3 separate regions of the Mus musculus genome follow, and regions 1 and 3 are each linked to region 2. Evidence: chromatin contacts called from public HiChIP or PLAC-seq data. All regions are on one chromosome and are shown on one strand. Each heading gives the region's core, a stretch centred on a gene start, on an enhancer-like site or on the middle of the called end of the contact. The rest is flanking DNA. Distances are from core to core; before and after follow the strand shown.

Evidence for each region. HiChIP or PLAC-seq counts read pairs in DNA pulled down with a chosen protein or histone mark.
Region 1: a contact with region 2 is called in an H3K4me3 HiChIP or PLAC-seq map of bone marrow-derived macrophages, with 4 times the contacts expected there. The contact joins the enhancer-like site here to the promoter of Spice1 in region 2. A contact is called at or near these places in 2 of 39 promoter capture datasets (liver and pre-B cells), 1 of 484 Hi-C or Micro-C datasets (erythroblasts), 1 of 115 datasets of contacts at active chromatin or transcription factors (bone marrow-derived macrophages) and 1 of 9 other capture datasets (adipose tissue).
Region 3: an H3K27ac HiChIP or PLAC-seq map of regulatory T cell precursor shows a contact between it and region 2, with 5 times the contacts expected there. The contact joins the promoter of Btla here to the promoter of Spice1 in region 2. A contact is called at or near these places in 1 of 484 Hi-C or Micro-C datasets (CD4 T cells), 1 of 115 datasets of contacts at active chromatin or transcription factors (regulatory T cell precursor) and 1 of 9 other capture datasets (liver).

What each region holds. Positions count from the first base shown.
Region 1 is chr16:45,170,883-45,175,412 of GRCm38.p6, forward strand. Atg3 (autophagy related 3) reads left to right here. Exons shown (of 12, transcript NM_026402.3): 5 at 764-871; 6 at 4,367-4,416. Among named protein-coding and RNA genes, the nearest start is that of Atg3, 14 kb to the left of the region's middle. Within about 2 kb of position 3,174, at least 11 of the 459 cell types and tissues checked have an H3K27ac peak or open chromatin away from gene starts, as enhancers often do. A contact at or near this core is called in bone marrow-derived macrophages, where this site is marked.
Region 2 is chr16:44,344,197-44,348,980 of GRCm38.p6, forward strand. It overlaps Spice1 (spindle and centriole associated protein 1), which reads left to right and starts at 3,205. Exons shown (of 18, transcript NM_144550.4): 1 at 3,205-3,310.
Region 3 is chr16:45,222,772-45,227,405 of GRCm38.p6, forward strand. Btla (B and T lymphocyte associated) reads left to right here and starts at 1,566. Exons shown (of 6, transcript NM_001037719.2): 1 at 1,566-1,690. The coding sequence starts at 1,582.

The sequences.
Region 1 (4,530 bases), core at 1,924-4,423, 830 kb after region 2:
AAGGCAGAATGCTGGCTCTTACTCGGCTCAAAGCCCTGTGTTTGATGCACAGTACCAAAAACACAAGCAAAAAATCCAGACGTTCTTCCTATGCTGTATATATTTTTAAGGTTGATAATTTATATCCTGGTTGTTTAATCAGGAAATTAATGATGATGTCTTGAGCATAATGTTTATACCACATGTTATCGATAATTATAGGTTTATGAAATAATAGTACTCATTAATTAATACATCTATATAAACATTTGGCACCTTTATTAAAGTAAAATTTAGCAGGTTATTGAATTTTAATCTGTTTATCCTTGGTAAATAATTGGAACTTAAATATGAAATTCACTTTAACCGTTACTTTAGCCTTGCATTCCAGAGGTCACCTTTACCACCTTTCAGTGTGACAGGTGGTGTTTGCTATTCTGAGACTAGAGCCGTTAGTGTGAAATATTATTCATTAGCTTGGAACTGAGCACCATCATCTGGCTTCAGCCAGCTGTTCCTCACAGATCATGGTAAAGGAAGACAGACATGCTCACACCAGAGCCTTTTTACTTGTCTTCTGATACAGCAGACTGGGGAAGGATTAATGGGGCTAGATAATGATGTGTCTGTGGGCTGAGTGTAACTCTGAAAATATCAGTCTCATTGGGAGGGAAAGGTTTACTTAATACTGAGTTTTTTTCTTTTTAAGATAGACGACTTCTCTTTCTAATGGATTTATTATTAGTGGGTTATATATTAGTAATTTGTTTGTTTGTTTTAACAGTTCCATGCTACAAGCGGTGTAAACAGATGGAGTATTCGGATGAATTGGAAGCTATCATTGAAGAAGATGATGGTGATGGGGGATGGGTAGATACATATCACAACACAGGTGAGACGTGTACAGAATAGCACGTATTTAGTTTAAACTATTTTAAAGTTTTTCACAATCTTTTTATAACAGGCTTGATTTAAAATTTAAAAAAGGATACATAAGTTACAATTTTGTCCCCAAAGTCAAAAAAGAAAAGGTAGCGTCTGCTGCTTCAGTTACAGTGGGAAATAGTCACTTATTTTCATTATTTCTAAATAGAAGAGAAAATAAATCTATACAAAGTACTGACGGCACATGCATTTGCTCTGAATCTCTTGTGCTAAAGTCTAGAAGAGGTAGGCTCAGCATCCGTCATTCTTCGTCTGTCCATGTTGTCATGCTTCCCTCACCTCCAGCCCCCGTCCTTCAGAGAATTTTCAATACTCTTCATTAGTTTTCTCAAGGTTGGAAGATAAAGGTAGCATGTTGGTAGTAAATTACCTGGTGACTGACTAAAATGATTATTTATAGTGTAGTTTCTCTGAAAAGCTGGAAAGATATTGTATTTTCTAGTTGTATTTTATTTTAGAAACACTATCCTAAACTTTGAACCTACATATAGGGTCCTAATGCACAGAGCTAAGTAGGTGTTAGTATGCTTGACTGGCAAAAGTCTACAAAATGTTGACTGCTAAAAAATGTTTACTTAAAGATACAGAACAAGTAGCACCATTTTTTCCTCTGTGGGAAATAGCAGTAGTATTGCTTTTCAGTTTATTAAATGCATGTAATTAATTCTTATCTTTATTAGAGATACTTAAAGAATTAAAACTTTGAACTGTGTCTCAGGATAAGGCAGTACTCCCAACTCCCAATAAGTGCCTTGCTTCACCTCATCCAGGTTTCATTGTTGTTTTTTCCTATTAATTAGCCTCTGTATTGGTCAGTTCTTTAGAGGTGCAGAACCAATAGGGGTGTGCTGGAAGGATAGGTATGACAGGAGAAATGGAGCTTTCTGTCACGCTAGAGGAAAACCACAGGACATAGAAATGGATTTATTTACAGTTGTGACTAGACCTGAAATAGAAAAGATCTCTTCCTTCTCTTCAGTGATGCTATGATTTTACAGAAAAGATGAGACAAAGTTCAGGAAATGTAATGTAGATTTAGCTAGGACATAAATTGTCAGGCCTAAGTGAATACTCTCCCTCTTCCTCTATAGCCAGGACTTACATCCTACTCTCTCCCAGGATAGGATCTCTTGTGGAAATTTTAATTCTCCAGTGCTCATTCTTTGAGGATCACTGCTACACTGTAATATAAGTAGATATAATATATTTTAAGGAATTGGTTTATATGACAGTTGAACTTTGCAGAGCATGCCCCAACAGGCTGGAGCACCAAGGAGCGGTTGATACTGTGGGCAGTTCTTTAGTGGCTTTCATTTTCTTTTCTCTCCTTTACTTGATTGGATGCAATTTACCTACTTTTTGAAAGATGATTTGCTTTATTTAATACTGGTTTTAATATTTATTCAAAGTCTCTTAAAAAGTACCTCCACTGCAACCTTTGGACTAGTTTTTGACGAGCTAGCTAGCTAACCCAACACTAACCAGATTGACAGAATAGAACATCACAAGTCTGGAGTGTGACTATTTATAAACATTTGAGCTTTCTTTTGCTTTGTCAGGTGTGCTATACTTTTAAAATTAAGAATATTTTAAAAATTATCTTTTTGACAATTTTACATATATGTCTAGTATACCCTGTTCATATCCTTGGTTACCCCTCTCACTTTATGTCCTTTTTAAAAAGTTCTCATGTCCTTATTGTTTTTATGTGTATGATGTCTTATCAATATGTATGTTTGCATTGTGTGCACACAGTGGAGTGCCTGGGGAGGCCAGAAGAAAGAGTATAGGATTTCCTAAAACAGGAGTTAGAAACAGTTCTTATTTACCACGTGTGCTGGGAACCTAACCTCCATCCTCTGGAAGAGCTATCAGTGCACTTAACCTCTAAGCAGCCCCTCCTTTGTTTTCTTTTTAAATGATTTCACTGAGTTGAATTAATGTAGGCTACATGTACATGGATGTGGGACCAACCGCCAGAGCTTGGGCAATCCACCAGTGGTGCCTGCCTGCAAAACAAACACAAATCTTTATCTACCTCCCTGAGCAGCCATCAACACCAGTGGTACTCACTTGGGGTGGAACCTCATGAGTACCTTCCCCATCCATGATGTGAGCTTAATTGGCTTAAATCTTATGTAGGTCTTGTGCAGATAAGCAGAGAGTTGCTGTGAGATCATGAGTACATTGTCCATGTCAGAATACAGCACCCCTCAGCATTCCTTCCCAACCCACCAGCTTCTCCTTTCTTTCTACCACTTCCTCCCTGAAGTTCCCTAAGCCTTGGGGATAAAGAGTCATACTGAGGGCTGAGCAGCTACCTAGTAGTCACTTAGTCTTAGCCCTTTGACCATCAGGAATCTCTGCATGACTGCTTCCCACTGCAGAGAGAGGCTTCTCCAGCTAGTGCCTGGGGGTTGGTGTAATGGGATGCTACTACATTATTATATTTTGGCAGGTTGATGAGGTTTCTTTTTATGTTCAGTAAATAATTCTGTATTTTTAGTTTGATTGGATAGATTTGGGTTTTACCGTCTTGATTGATCATATCTATTGTAGGATGATAGCCAAACTGCTATGAAATAAAGACTTGTAATGCTGGTCTTTGGAGGGTGCCATCTTCCATTTGTGAAGGTGAGCTCATAATCCTTTGGTTTAGGACTGTTAAAGGCATGCCAACTTTAGAGTAAGAAAATACGCTGCATTTATTGGGAGCTAAATGCATTTTGAATTTAGGACTTTAAATCTGTTGTAACATTAGGTACTGAGTCTCCCATCCTGGTTAAACTGTCCTTTTGAGAACTGATAGGTGCCTGGGATTGAATTGTTATGCAGGACTCTGGTGTAGTGCTGCTGCTTATCTGCACTGTACCTTTCTGTGACAAGGGACTTCTGAGGATGTACCGCTGAGTAATACACTTAAAATAGTTAGCCAAAGTCTGACTGTCAACTTCATTCTTCATAGGGAGAAACTGTTACTCTCTTTTACAGATGGAATTATATGGATAAAATGTAGACATACTTGGTGAAGTAAAAGGTCTGTACGAGTGTGGTATGGTCTTACTACATTCAGATGGCCAATGTTTTTGAAGCAAATAGTGTGTGTCAACAAAACCAAAACCTAATTTTGATGCAGCTCTAATTAAAGTGTAAACAGAAGTCATATACTCTCTTGATTGTAGTGTGTGTTGTGAAAAAATTCAAATGAAGAATAGAAAATGGACCAAGTCATGGTGATATAGATACGTTGCTAAATTAGAGTTTTTGAGGCATATTTTTGGAGGTACCTTTGGATTATTTGGAAAAGTTCATTTGTAAAGAATCTGTCAAAATATGCCTGTTTCAGTGTTGTTATAAGCAGTTAAATAAATGTTTTATTCACATAACTGAAATGTTTGCAGCTTAATTTTAGTTATTTTTTTTTCTGCTGAATTCTAAACAGGTATTACAGGAATTACTGAAGCAGTTAAGGAGATTACACTGGAAAGCAAGGTATTACTTAACGTTTCTAAAGTCAGTGACCCTAGTTTTTGCCTATATTTAAATTTTAAATTGTATTTGTGTATTTATTTTGGGTGTGTGTATGTGAATGTGTGTATATCAAGG
Region 2 (4,784 bases), core at 1,955-4,454:
TAAGTCCTTAATTGAAATACTTGTATTAGTCTATGGGCTTTTTGACTTGTTAACAGGAAGTGTGAGAAAAAATTCAATTTTAATGAATTCCAGTTTATCTTATATTTATGGATTATGTTTGCCCAACCCACATAGGTTCTTCAATATTTTCTGCTTTTGTCCATTTGCACACGTGGAAGCTAGAGGTCAATGTCAAGCAAATTAATTCACAAATTTCAATGTTATATTTTGACACTGGACTCAATCCAACTAGACTGGCTAGCCGATGAACTCCAGGGTCCATGGGTCTTTGCCTCCCAGCACCAGGCTTATGGTCCAGTTTCTTTTGCCTTTACTTCTGTAAAAACACCCTGGTCAAAAGTAACACAGAGGAGGGAAAGGTTTACTTGGCTTAAAATTCCAGATTACAGTTCATCATTGGAGAACTCAAGGCAGGAATTCAGGGCAAGAACTTGAAGGCTGACATATTTGCTATTCCACACAGTAGAACCTCAGACCTTGGAACTCACTTGTCCAGCCAAAGGGCACAGCAGAAACAGAGAATACTGCAGGCTAGCTGGCTTATCCTCATCTATCCTTAAAAAAAAAAAAAAAAAAAAAAATACAGGGATGAACTGCCACCCAGAGTGGGCTGGGCTCTTCTACTTCAATCAAAAATCAAGGTAATTCCCCACAGACTGTCAAGAGGCTAATCTGATATAGGTGATTTCTAAACTGAGGCTCTCTTCTCAGGTTGGCATTTAAAATTAACCACCACAGATTACAAATGTACACCACCATGCCTGGCCTGGGGATGGAACCCGGGTTTTCCATTTTAGGCAGGAGGTACTTTTCAAGCTGAGCTATATCCCCAGTCCTGTATTCCTTTTTTGATTAATTTATTGAATGTGATCAGTATACTGTTTAGATCCATTATTTTGCATATGGAAATATAACTATTCCAGCAAGATTCTTTTTTTTTTTTTTTTTTTTTTTTTTTTTGGTTTTTCGAGACAGGGTTTCTCTGTATAGCCCTGGCTGTCCTGGAACTCACTTTGTAGACTAGGCCGGCCTCGAACTCAGAAATCTGCCTGCCTCTGCCTCCCGAGTGCTGGGATTAAAGGCGTGTGCCACCACGCCCAGCTAAGATTCATTTTTTAAAGCTACCATTTCTCCACTAAACTACCTTTATGAAACATTAGTTTTCTACACTTGTATGAGTTTACTTTGAGTTTTGCTTTACTTCATTGATATATTTGAATGACTGTTTTCTTAGTCAGGGTTTGTATTCCTGCATCATGGCCAAGAAGCAAGTTGGGGAGGAAAGGGTTTATTAAGCTCACACTTCCACATTGCTGTTCATCATCAAAGGAAGTTAGGACTGGATCAGGAAGCAGGAGCTGATGCAGAGGCCATGGAGAGATGCTACTGGCTTGCCTCCCCTGGCTAGCTCACCTTGCTTTCTTATAGAACCCAAGACTACCAGCCCAGGGATGGCACCACCCACAACGGGCCCTCCCACCCTTGATCACTAACTGAGAAAATGCCTTACAGCTGGATCTCATGGAGACATTTCCTCAAAGGAGGCTCCTTTCTCTGTGATAACTCCAGCTTGAGTCAAGTTGACACACAAACCCAGACAGTATAACTGTCGATCCATATCATGACATTATGATTGCTATAATCTTCATAATAAGTTTTAAAATCAGTCATGTTTAGAAATCAAATTTTGTTCTTTTGATTTTGGCTATTGTAGGTCTTTCACAAGAATTTCAGAATCAGTTTGCTAATTATTTTTCTAAAGAAAATGCATTTTAATAGGTATGAAATACATAAAATAAACAAGATATATATATATATATATATATATATATATATATATATATATATGGAAAAGAATAAAACAAGGAAGCAAGTGGAACAACATATATTATTGTCCTACTGTCTAGTTTGTTTCTAAAGAGAAATTGTTATATACCCTTTTTATGTTCTTGTGCACATATGTTTTTAGATTTTTTTTCTTTATCACTAGTTTTGATTGATTTGATTATTATGTACTTTGTAGTTTTCTTGTGTGTGTGCATGCGCACACATGTTTCATTGGGTTTTGGAAGTTGAAGGAAAAGATGAACTCTGTGGGTAAATATGTTGATAGAAGGCAGAAACAGTGATGGAAGCGGATTTAAGTTTTCTGAAATTAATTCAGTGTTAAAAACGAAATGAGAAGCAAGTCCATAGACTGGCATGAGGTTAGAGGAGATAAATAAGAAAGTATACTACTGTTATCTAGGGGAGTGAGAGAATTAACGGAGCAGAGACCTAACAGGATGCTCCATCAACTTTAGGTAGGGGCTTACCTAAAGTTGGGGGGCATGAGTCAGCATGGACAAGCACTTAGGAGAGCCAGTGCTGGTTACTTGGCAAGTGACTACAGCAAGTTGGAGAGGAAGGGGTGATGACGATTACATAGACAACACGTCCACATTGGATCAGAGTGGAAAGTCTCAGAAGGCAGTTCATTGCACCTGGATGACACTGAATATACACCTGTTGATCCGTGTGTAGCTTTCCCCTTAACAATTGAAGGTCAGGGGTTTCCAAGGAACTTATCAAGGGTAAGACATTCATTGTAAAGTCCTTAACATGATTTATGAAGTTATGCACATCCTGCCTCCACCCAAGCACAATCACCAAGTTTTCTCAACTTCTATTCCTCCATTGCAGTTTGACGTACATCCTTGCACAGGCAATTCCCTCTGTAGAAATGCTCTTTCTTTTTAAATAATCTACTCCTCCTTTCATTTCAGCTTTCCTGCGATATTGAAATATTCCCATAAGGTCACTATCTAGTTTGTACAGTTCCTTCTTAGCATGTATACAGTTTTCACCTTATACATTTCGGTCGTCAATAGCTTGCTGCTATGGGGTTGTAAACTTGCTGAGAGCAGGGTCAGTTTTAGTTCCCGGTGAACCTAGCGCGTTTGGCTCCACTGGGAGGTAGCAAGACATATTTCTAAGCAAACGATCAAAAGTTAAGGCAAGGAAGTGCGGTATGTGGAGGTTGGTGTGCAAGTTTCTTTTGGAGACTTCTAGAGGCTTATGACAGGCGCGCCATTTGGCCCTTTGGGTGAGAACTGCAGAGCCCCACGCCAGTACCGCCTCTGGGTCGCCTCGGAGGAGCTCGCCGGATGTACGCAAAGGCGTGGGGGCGGAGCTCTGGTAACCCAGGCAACGGCCCGGAAGCCACTTTCCGCGTTCCCCCGTGGCGGGCTCTGTGGTTCTGGAGGCTGAACTTTTAGTCGGGGCGGAGGCACAGTCGGCCAGCGGCAAGGCAGGTTGGGGTGAAGCGGGGGCATAGGGCGAGGAGAAGCGGCCGGCGTCTCCGCCTGGGTCTCGGCGCCCGGGTGGGCGTGCGCACCCCAGGGCCGGCCGCTCGCCTCGCAGAGCCTGAGAGTGCGGTTCCGGGGAGCGCCTGGATCCCCCGCGGGACAGCGGGCCCCGCGCACGCGCGCCGCGTTCCCGCACCCTGCTGGCGGGAGAAATCCCGAGGCCGGCGGGTGATGCAGTTGTTTACTGTCCCGCTAGGGAGTGGCAGAGTATCGGGTGTTGGGACAGGGCGCGTCCTTTAAGTTGAGCGTTTAGGTGAGGGTTTCTAAGGAAGGGGCCGTTTGAAAGTTTGGGACAGGCTTGAGCTTGGGAGTCAAAAATAGGAAATTGTTCCAGACAGTGCATGGCACTGCTTGTGAAGGTCACAGCTGGGTCTCAGTATGGGTGGGAGGGAAAACTGGGGCCGCACGAAGAGCAGCTCTTGAAGTTGGATTTTTCTCTACAGTGGGCTCCATTAAAATCTTACGAGGGAGTAAAACGTTGAGATCCCTGTATCCCTGTATCCGGGTAAGATTGATGGCAGGGACAGTGTTCTGGTTGTCCCCCAGTTTGTTTTCATACTAGTTAAGGTAAATCTGGTAGAATTCCACCATCCCTCCTTAAGAGCAGGCAAGGGCTTCCAGTGGTCTTTTGTATAGCCCTCAAATTGCAGGGGCCCTCAGTTAGCTTTTAGACTGTTATTGTTCAGACTGAAACAAATTCTGTAAATGTTCCACACACACACACACACACACACACACACACACACACACACACCCACTTGCAGAGAACATTTTCTTTCTGATTTTCTCCCCCCATCCCCCTTTCTTTTTTTGTTTTTTTCAAGACAGGGTTTCCCTGTGTAGCCCTGGCTGTCCTGGAGTTCACTCTGTCGACCAGGTTGTCCTCGAACTCAGAAATCTGCTTGCCCCAGCCTCCCAAGTGCTGAGATTTAAGGCTTGGGCCACCACTGCCCAGCATTCTGATTTTCTTTTATTTACTCTTTATTTTCAGCCCGACTTTGTGGAGGGAATTAAGGAGAGGAGGCAGCTTTTCTTCATGTGTATTGAAGATTAGGAACTTCCTTGACACAAAGAATTAACTTTCAGGCTTGCCTTTTGTAAGAAGTTGTTTAGTTATGATCTTTTGAGAAACGTACCTCTGAGAGGGCACAGGCTACTTCTCTGTTTTGTTTTATTTGGTGCCTAGCAAGCACGTTGAAAGTTACTTGATAACGTGGAGTGGATGGATGAATGGGAAGAAAACCTTACAGGAAAATTAATAACAGGCTGTTCAGAATTGTTCCTAGTAGAAATGGAAAAGAACGGACAGATGGGCGGGATATTTCAAGGAAGGATTTATAGATTGTGTTACATAGCAGACAAAGAGACAGTTAGGAACCAGAGGCGATGCTTACGCTTAAGCCAGAGCAACAAGAA
Region 3 (4,634 bases), core at 316-2,815, 880 kb after region 2:
AAAAAATAAAAGTAAGGGGCAGAATCATTGAGAAAGATGTCTGACCCCTGCATATATCCAGCAGAAAGCACACAGCATGTTCATACACCTACATAAACATTTACATACACCCACACACACCGAAAGAAGGAAGAAGAGGAGGAGGAAGAGGAGGGGGAGGGGGAGGAGGAGAGAGAACAAGAACCACTAGAGAACTATGATGGTCTGGAGTTGACAGAGTTTATTTGTGGTTTGGATGATATCTCGAGCTTTAGGATGGGTGGTGATTCAAGGCTTTTCTTCGAAACCTCTTAGGCTATTTTAGAGGTACATTGAGCCTTGTTTCTACTGCCAACAGGAGTTTTGCACCCCATTCTGAGCAAGGAAGGGGGATGAGTTGTATAAAATGAACCATAAGCAGGGTGCTTCCTTGGTCAACAGTGCAGATTCTAGGAGCTCTGCAGACTACCTGTATCATCTGGCGTACCAGGGGTGCGTGAGCATCAGCATGGATTGGCTGAGTTCCTTAAATTCTGGAGCGGCGTTCACTCATGTTGGTATTCCAGCCACTGTGGCTTATCTGGACAAATATGCAATAGGTACCCTAAATGGAGTTTGGCCTTGGAAGGGTACCATTAGCCTCTGAGGGAAAGATTTCTCAATTTCATTCAATGAGTTAAACTGCACAGGTGCCACCTCTCCATTTGGAATTACCAAATTCCTGTTGTTATAAGCTAGTGATTGAACGTGGGCTGCGTGCCCACAGCCCCTCAGCAACCCTGAGCTATCCAATTTTGAACTTTTTCCATTTCTTACTTTACTGCTTCATCTCGACAACAACCACATAAAGCATGCGGAAAATGAAAGTTTCCTCTAATTGGCACTCAAGTGCTCATTTTGCTTAGAACTTTAATATTTAGGAAGATCGTGTAGCTAGTACTAACGGCAAGCATGTATTCCGTTGATAGGCATCTACAGACTGAAGAAGGAGGCCCTTCCCTCTTCTGTTGATGAAATGCACCCTGTCAGTCATTTTCTCCATAACGTCAGATAAGTCTTCATTGGTTTCATGACAAGGAACATTCTCATCTTACTGTGCCTTTATGGGAGCATGGGGGGAGGGTTGTAAGATACATTACACTGATGAAGTATCATAATCACAAACTATAAAAAGGGGAAATATATGCTTACCATAGGTACTTTTTGTATGAATTTCCTGACCCTGATTTGATCAGAATCTAAACCTAAAGACTGTAACAATTTAGATCTTTTTTTTTTTAAGTTTAATTGTTCACTTTGAGAAAAACCTCAAGGTTATGCAAGAATGGTGGCAGAGCGGAAGCAAGGAGCCAGCTGCTTTGCACATCAGAGGGCTTGAAAGAGAACAGCAGGTCGGATCAGAAACAAAACCACAGCAGGGCCTCTTGCTCTCACAAATCCTTCGGACTACTCACACTGTCCTCTCCCACCAGGTCTCCTGATTTGATTTAAATTAATTAATTTATTTTGGCCTAAGATGCTGCTAGTGTGAATAACGTGACCCAGCTCTGAAGATCTCTAGGGAGGAAGAGGAAGTTTGCCCTTACCTGACACGTGCTGGGAATGAAGACAGTGCCTGCCATGCTTGGGACTCCTCGGTTATTTAGGGAATTCTTCATCCTCCATCTGGGCCTCTGGAGCATCCTTTGTGAGAAAGCTACTAAGAGGAATGGTAAGGGACCTACTAAGAAAGCTGGTTTTCTTCCTCGGGGTTCCTGTCAGTGATAGTTGAGCTTGCTCTGTGGAGAGGGATGTTCATGTCCAGGGCATATATAGCTCAGAGTGATGAGTCCCTTTTGCTTCTTGAAAACGCTCCAGGATGTGAGTGAAGTTAGGACATGCTACTCACCTGGCTACAGAGCAAAAACTGATCCATAGCTGGAGCTAAGTTTCCTAAAACCAGGTCCTGATGGTAAGTGAAGAGATTTGAGCAGATGTTATAAATGTGTCAGTACAGATTTGTCACTATTACAAAACTCTCTGTGGCTGCCATGCTAACAGAAAAGACTTGTTACGTTCATGTCTTGGTATCAGATGTCAGCAGGATGTTGTAGTGCTTACTGGGGTGGGAAAGCTTTTGGATACTTGTGGTTATAGCTGTGGCCATGGTTACACTCAAATAATGTTCAATCTAAATAGACTGCCTCCTTCTTTCTGTGGGGTATACTATGAGAATACTGTGGGGTGTACTATGAGAGTACTAAGCAGGCTTCTCGATGTGAGGCTGAAGAGTAAATCATGAGTGTCGCTTTAGTTTGTCTGGACAGGATGATTTGTGAATGGTCGCCAACTGAAAATAGGAAACAATTCTCCATAGTTTATGAAGACAAGGTCTGTAATGCTTGGGATCCTTGGGTTATTTATCTTCCACCATCACACGTGTAGCAACTGGGCACATTCGTGTTGGATTGAAAAATAGAACCACTGAGGTCCTGTGGAATGTCATCTTGAAATCTGGAACTGTGAGGTTTAGGATTCAATGATCTGATGTCACAAGACCACCTAGCCAAGAGCAGAGTAGAACTTCTTCTTAGTCATTCAAGCCCTTGTTTATTATTACCCACCTCTGAAAGACAAGAGGAGTCAAATATTAATTCTATTTAATTCTAAGGGACCTCTTGCAGACTGGACTCTGTGAAACAAAGGAAATATTTTTAATTTTATAGCACAATTGGGGTTGTAATTCGCATTATATTCTTCTACCCAGTATGTTATAATCTGGTATTTATTACGCACAGAAACTTGGTTATCAGGTGGGAGTATTTATTCCCTCTGCTACTTACATTATGAACTCAGTTAAGTTTCTTCTCCTTTCTTAGTTTTCCTTTCTTCATTAAAAAATATATAATTATACCTAGCAGTTGGCCTTTTCTTATACCTATAGTGCCTAGCTATGGTAAGTAGATGCAATTAAAGCTTGATAAATGTTAATGGTGACCTTTGCCAATAGTTTTTTCCTTCAGTACCTTTGATAAAATCCAATTAAATGAGAACTTAGGTTTAACATTAAAACCTTAAGTAGATCTAGTTTTAAAAATCGCCAAATGCTATAGATATTTAGTTATGAAGTAAGATTATAATGCAGGCATACATTGTAGAATGTTTAAATCAATTGAGCTAACTTGCCTATGACCTTACATACTTATCATTTTAAATTTACCAGATCTTAATTTTAAAATAATTAGCTGTAGTCACTGTGTTTTGACTAGAACATTTTACTTATGTCTAGCTCTGACTTCATGCTTTGTTATTAATGTCTCACTAATACTTGCTTCAAATAATTAATATTTTGTTTGAAATTTTTATCCCCAAACATAATAAATCAATATATAGAGAAAATGAAATGGAAAGATTTAGATAAGCACAGGCCAGGTGCCTTATTCAGCAGTTTTTATGGTGGATTACAATGTTGCTCATATTAAATTACTAACATAGACTGGGTGTTGATAGGATGGCTCAGTGGGTAGAGGTGCTTGCTGCCAAATCTGATAAATTGTGTTCAATCCCTAGGACCCACATGGTAGAGGGAGAAAACTTAACCTGGAATCTTGAAAGTTATTAATATTCTCTCTAATCCCTATTCATGTGTTATCCCCCCAAACACACACACACACACTCCAGTGCACATGCACACACACATGTGCATATACACATTAAATAAATGTAATAAAATATATTTTAAAAGAATATAGGTCGAGAAAGGAGCATTTGGTGAGTTTTGGAAGGGTGGTTCAGTGATAGAGCACTTACGTAACATAATGAGGGCTTAGACTATTCTCAGCACCCTGCTGTCCCCTCCCTTCAAAAGAAGAATGTAAAAAGTAATCTTTTGTAAAAATTTATTCTTCTGGACAAAACCGATAGTGGATACATTCCTTAAAATTATACTAATGACATAAATAGCCTTTATAGTCTGAAGAAGTCCTATGACTTTCAGTAACTATGGAATTCTTTACAACACTATATTTTCAACTTATTTAAGGATGGTTTAACAATATTTCCCACCGTTATAGTAATATGAAATTCTAAGGAGGTGGGTTTTTGTGTTTCTCAAGAGTGGGGAAATACAGAGAAAAACTCCCCTAGTTTCAAGACCATCATTTCTCTCCTGATTGAAGTAGAGTAGAAATCACTGCTCCTCAGGACGCCTGAAAGATGAAAATCAAGTTGAGCTGGTAGGTCTCGTTAACATTTTTTGCCTTTTCCCTAATTGCCATGTTCATCTAATGAACAACCTGGAGTTCACATCCATCACAAATAGTCCACAGTTCCCAAGTCATCAGTAGGAGAAACCGAGGTGTTCAGCTCTGAGCTGGATGGGAGTGGCTCACTTCATTTTCATTTGTGATACTAGAAAAGGAAAGTGGACACTGGGGAACAATGGGTGGATTTTTAACCACAGAGACAGAGTCAACTATATCTGGGGCTTGAGATCCAGTGTCAAGTCTGCCATCTCTGTAGCAGACTGTATTGGGGATGTGAGAAAATCAGTTGAAGGGAAGTGAAAGTGGACTTCCCTGCACCTTTCTTTCTCTTTTTCTTTTTTCTTTCTTTTTTTTCCCTTATTAGATATTTTCTTTATTTACATTTCAAATGTTATCCCCTTTTCTAGTTTC